Linked DNA regions of Rattus norvegicus: region 1 is linked to region 2. The links are chromatin contacts, called in public Hi-C maps. All regions are on one chromosome and are shown on one strand. The core of a region is the stretch at or near the end of the contact, and the rest is flanking DNA. Distances in the headings are between cores, read along the strand shown. Region 1 has its middle 650 kb from the start of Fam181b. Region 2 has its middle 570 kb from the start of Fam181b.

Evidence for each region. Hi-C and Micro-C count contacts between places; a contact is called where the count stands out from the background.
Region 1: a Hi-C map of liver shows a contact between it and region 2, with 6 times the contacts expected there. The contact joins two enhancer-like sites. A contact is called at or near these places in 3 of 12 Hi-C or Micro-C datasets (kidney and liver).

What each region holds. Positions count from the first base shown.
Region 1 is chr1:157,231,122-157,234,149 of GRCr8, reverse strand. No RefSeq gene overlaps it. Among named protein-coding and RNA genes, the nearest start is that of Fam181b, 650 kb to the right of the region's middle. Within about 2 kb of position 1,304, at least 2 of the 93 cell types and tissues checked have an H3K27ac peak or open chromatin away from gene starts, as enhancers often do. A contact at or near this core is called in liver, where this site is marked.
Region 2 is chr1:157,149,529-157,152,348 of GRCr8, reverse strand. No RefSeq gene overlaps it. Among named protein-coding and RNA genes, the nearest start is that of Fam181b, 570 kb to the right of the region's middle. Within about 2 kb of position 1,533, at least 1 of the 93 cell types and tissues checked has an H3K27ac peak or open chromatin away from gene starts, as enhancers often do. A contact at or near this core is called in liver, where this site is marked.

The DNA.
Region 1 (3,028 bases), core at 55-2,554, 82 kb before region 2:
AATAGGGAATCATAGTAAACAAAGATAGATGAACTTTTCGTTGGTGTTAAGAACATAAAAGGATAAACTTCAGTGTAACCTGTAACCTTATTTCCACCAAAGATGAATTTTATTTCAAAGTACTGTAAAAATTTGGTCTAGGATAATACTCCCCTAGTCTTTTGCTACTTAAGGGGCTTTGCAAAATATTCTTATTTTAGTTCACAACACTACATCGCATTCCATTTTAATGGATCTGAAAAAAAATAACAGTATTACTTAAGTGATAAAGAGGGAGTCGGGGACTCCATTTCTGTTATAATCTAGGCTTTCTTTTATTTTTAAGACAGTTGTTGCACTTCACTGCGCCTCAGCTAGAAAATGATGGGAAAAAGTTAGATCTAATATATAACTTTACTATGAAAACCATAAAGTAGGAATAACAATTCACTGTATTTTCTTCTCTCATTCTCATGCTTGATGTGTCTATTATTCACATTGCTTTTACAAGTTTCATGGAGTCAGCACTGCTCACACCCCATTGACTCCGTTGAAAAGTAATCCATAGAGGAGATGGCATCATTAAGACCATGTTCGGAGACAAGGAGACTAAGTCTTAGGTTAAGTGGTATGCTCAATGTCAAAACTTATAAGTGAAAGACCAGACACAATGCTCAACATGCTCTGCACCAAAGGAGATGTTTGTAACAGTTTTTACGGGAGCCTTGAAACCTGAATGTTTATGGAAGTATAACTTGGGCGGAAAGAAGATCTAGTCACACCAGTGACACATTTTATAGCCTAGTATGCAATGTCTTTCATGTTTGTTTGTTTGCTTGCTTTTATTTTGAAACATAGCTTTTCTATATTATCTAGGCTGGCCTTCACCTTGTAGACTCACATTATGCTGTTCTGGAGGACAAGTGAATAATACAAATATTTGCAACAATACCAGGATTTAATGGTATCTGGGTCAGTGAAAATCTGAGACAAGGAAAAGTGGAGTATCTTAACAAAGGTATCATAGCTGTTAAGGTAAAAGATATGACTCAAATTAAGATGTCCTAAAATACTGCAATATGCTTCCTGGAAGTCATGGAGAAAGATTATTTTCACACTACTCAAGAAAATAAAATTTCCTTTAATGAAATAGAGCCTGTAGATGTAAATGTTGTTTGTTCAATAAAATGCTTGCCACAAATCATGGAGACCTGAGTTGGAATATCAACAGCAACATAAAAAGTGGGGAATCGTGGTATCTATAGTTCTAGTGCTGTGAGGAGCTCACTGTAGTGCTAGTCTAGCCAACTCAGTGAGCATGGAGGTCAGGGAGAGGTCAACAAAATGAGAGAGAGAGTGTCCAAGACAGACAGACAGACAGACACACAGACAGACACACAGACACAGACACACACACACACACACACACACACACACACACACCTGTACCACATGTGAACAAGCAAGAATAGAGATACCCAAAGAATGTGTTATGTGACAATAACTAGACAGGATATTGCTTCCAAACATTGACCTAAATCTGATTTAATTTTTCTTCAATCATTTTTTCCAAGATTGTCTTATTTAATTTCTTACTATTTGCCTTCTGCTCAATTAGTCTGAATTATTCACTCATAGCTGTTACAAAGTTTGACCACGATTATAAAACTAATAAATATCAGAAGTACTATGAACCTCAATTCTACATTGGTATGTTGGACTTCGACATTTGTTGAGTCTGCTTTCTGTCTCTCACAGAATTCCTTTTATCTTAATCAGGCAGGCTGAGCAACCTTTCTCAAAAGTTTGGTTTTTTTTTTAAACTTTAACTAGCAAAGGTGGAGGTTTTATGTTTTTGCAATTATTTATTGACTTTTCCCGGTAAACAACTGGTGAGAGTGCAGAGTAAGAGAGTCAGCATGCTCAGCTCAGCTCAGCCCTGCCTGAGACACCTGCATCATGAACCAATGGAGTGTAACGATCGTAAGAGACAGAAGTCGTGAATGACTATCAAAAAAAAAAGTTTTCTCAACATAGCAGAGCGGTTGAGCATAGATATTTCCAACAACTGAGGCAGCTTACACAAGACCTGTAAAACCTCGAACCAACACGATTCTAGGTGAAAATAAATAGGCATGAAGGCCCACCACTAACAGAGAAGATATTGGCAGTTGATAACTGTTGACAAAGGGAGATTGTGTTTATTAAGGATGTGGTTGTGGGTGTGTTAACCATGTACCAGTGAATAGGACACTTAAAAAGTATACTGCCATTATAATTCTACTTAATGTGTTTTAAAAATAAAAGAGCACATTTGAGTGAATTGGAAAATGGGGACAGTTCTGGGTGGAGTTTAGGAAGTGATAAAATTATATCTGAAATCCTCAAAGAGCTAATAAAATTATTTCACTCCAAAACTTAAAGTGTTATTAGAGTTCATTGATATCTAGGTTTGGAAATACTTGGGAAAATCTTTAGTATTCTTTTACACAAGGTAATTTAAAAAATAAAATGATAGGCTATAGTAAAATTTGTTTTAGTGCTTTTAGATCAGTATACAAAGTAACGGAGCTCCATACAAGTTTGGTTTTGTTTATCTGCTTGCTTTACTTCCCTTTCTGAAATGCCTGCCCTGTCCCTTGGTATCCATGAATAAGACCAAGCATCTCTCTGACAGTACACCTCATGGACAATGGACACTATACCTCATGGGGCACTAATTATATCCAAGATCCATTTGTCCTCTTCATGTGGGGCTAATGCACAAAGGGCAAAGGATTTATAAAATTAACATGTGTACATGGGAAAAGCAATTTTAGATAAGTCTTATCTATGTTGCTGACATTATCTTTAAAGCAAAATCTAATTATTTAGTAATAGATACAGAAAAATATTTTGATTTAGACACTAATAAGAATAGCACTCGGGGCTGGGGATTTAGCTCAGTGGTAGAGTGCTTGCCTAGGAAGCGCAAGGCCCTGGGTTCGGTCCCCAGCTCCGAAAAAAAGAACCAAAAAAAAAAAAAAAAGAATAGCACTCAAAGCTTATC
Region 2 (2,820 bases), core at 284-2,783:
AAATATACTGACAGTGTGGCCTCAGGGAAAGAAATGAATGAAACTGACATTCTAAGGTAAGCAGGATTGCTACTTAAAAACATATATCCAGACACATCGATAATGTAGACATCACATTCACACATCAGGCTGGTGGAATGGTATTTTCTACAAGATCATATAAGTAAAAAACAATTTGTAAGGTGACAAGAAAGAGTTTCCCCGTGAGTTCAAAAGGCATAAAATAAGTAAGTGGCTTGCCTCATCTTGTGAATTGTTGTGAATTGTCAATTGGTCCTCTGTCAAGGATGAATGCAAGAGATAACCTAGGCTAGAATTTTGGTCTGTCTGATCCTATGTAGGTCTTGTGCAGGTCTTATTCAGGTAACAACAGTTGTAGTTTCATGAGTGTAATAGAAAGCCATATCCAGAAAATGGCATTTCACAGGACTCTGTACATATACAAGATCTCTTTTCTCTATTCTTTTTTTTAATTCTTTTTTTCGGAGCTGGGGACAGAACCCAGGGCCTTGTGCTTGCTGGCAAGTGCTCTACCACTGAGCTAAATCCCCAACCCCCCTCTTTTCTTTATTCTTGAGAATAACATACATAGATGTAATGAAATACAATCACATGTGGATTAATTTTCTCCTTCAACTCTTCCTATATCCTCCCTTACATGTCAGCTTCCTATATCCAAAGCTTCCTAAAAAATAAAATTCTAAGTCTAATGAGTGCTACATATGGGGATGAGTGGGAGGCCATCCTTTGGGATATGGAAAACTTACTAGTGACCACACATTCAGCATCCCCCTTCTTAAACTATCAGTAGTTCTTCTACTTGGGATCTGGGCCCTGAGATCATTTCCCCAACCCATGCTAAACTTTTGATTATGTAGAACTTGTGTAGGTTTGAGATTTTTTTTGAAAGGGGGGGGCTATCTATTTAGGGTCATAGAAGGTAAGCATAGCACTGCCTTCCTAGTTATATGTATACATAGACACTTAATTCAGTACTAATCAAGATGGTTCCAGCTAAGACCTTAAATACAGCAGTGACACAAAAAAGGACTAGATTAAAAGGCAAATTTAATGTATATATAAAATAAATGTAGATGACAAAAGAGCCTGAAAATTTTAATACCATGCACAAGTGTTTAACAAGGTAGTACACATGTGGTAGAAGACATAATTGACACAGTGAGTAAAACCCTTGATCTTTTGTATATTTACAAAAGTAACTCCACAAATCCCTACTTGCAACACTCTCAACTCTTGCAATCTCCTGCTGTAGCAAAATGACTTAGTGCTCATTGAAGTCATTTCAATTGAAAAGACTTTTCAAATATAACAGTTTTGCAGAGAATGAACTTCTTAACGATGTGTATATTTTGTAGCATTCAATTTAATTTACAGCTCAATGAACTTGTCTCTGGCTGTCTGAAACAAACGCTTTATATTTACTTCTTTTTCACCTCAGCTTCCCGTTACCGATCGTGAACACTAATAAAGTTTAACAAGAGTTGTGGCTTCCTGACCAAGCATAATCTTGTTTGTTCATCAGTGATAGAGCAGAGAGTACCATACTCACTTGATACAGAGACCACACTGAACAGAGTAATGCAGAAGTACATATATTAGTTTTAACATCTTTATATTATTCTTAAAATTTTGTTAATGCTAAGGTATTGGAGCATAACTTCAACTACATATTAATAACAATAAAAATCTTTGTGTTCAAGTCCTAGAATCTATTTACCTACCTTAGATGGACTTGGTTATATAGAACCCTATAAATCAACTAACAGCAGAAGAAAGATACAGATATAATGTATATGTGTATGTATGTATATATGTGTATATATACATATTATATTCAAATATGATAAATTTAAATGTTGTACAGTTAACTTAATAGGGCTAAAAGTGAGGCAGGATAAAAGATAGAATGAAGAGGGAGCAAGAGATAGAGTGGAGAATAGAAGAGAAAGACAGAGAGAGATTACTAGGTAATAAAATTTTATTTTTTCTGAGCCCTTAAGAAGTTTCCTTTGCATGCTATAGGAAGCAAACCCCTGGGTGTGGGCGGATAGTTCTTCATTTCATGTTCAGTTATATGTTGGTAGAGCTGTGGCTTCAAACACTATTTGAATTTCCACATAAGTTGGACAACGCCATTGATTCCCCTGTATATCCTGTCCTAAGGCCAATAGTAACATCACAAGTGATGATTTTATCCATCCCCTGTTTTGCCCTTGGCATCATCTTTTCACTGAGAAACAGAAAATGAAAAAAATAAACACACAACTTAAGCTCTGGGAGAGAAAGCCAATTCAAAGATAAGACCTACTGTTTATCTTCAGTCTGGTAATCTTTCCTCCATCAGCTAGGACAGGTAGAATATAAAGATTTGTTGTTGAATCTGATCCCCTTGGCAGAATGGTGTGTGTGTGTGTGTGTGTGTGTGTGTGTGTGTGTGTGTGTGTGTGTGTGTGTGTTTTAAACTTGTAGTCCTGCTATTATATATGCATAGCATATCAGTGCTATGTAAAATAAAATTAAGAACTGGGATGTCTCTGAGCTCCATGTTTTCCCTCCTGTACATTATTTATCATTCCAACTATTAATTCCTAAAACCCCAAATTGGCTTCATTGTTATATATTGATGATCTAGTGATAAGATGATCAATATCCATGCCATTTACACTGAACTAGAAGCTCCATATTTTGATAGTTCTCATTAAATCTGATCCCTGTGTCTAGGTCAACTTTTGAAATCGTGTTTGTGATAGATAATCTTTGTTTCTGATTTAAATGGGATTAGAATCACCATGGAAAGAT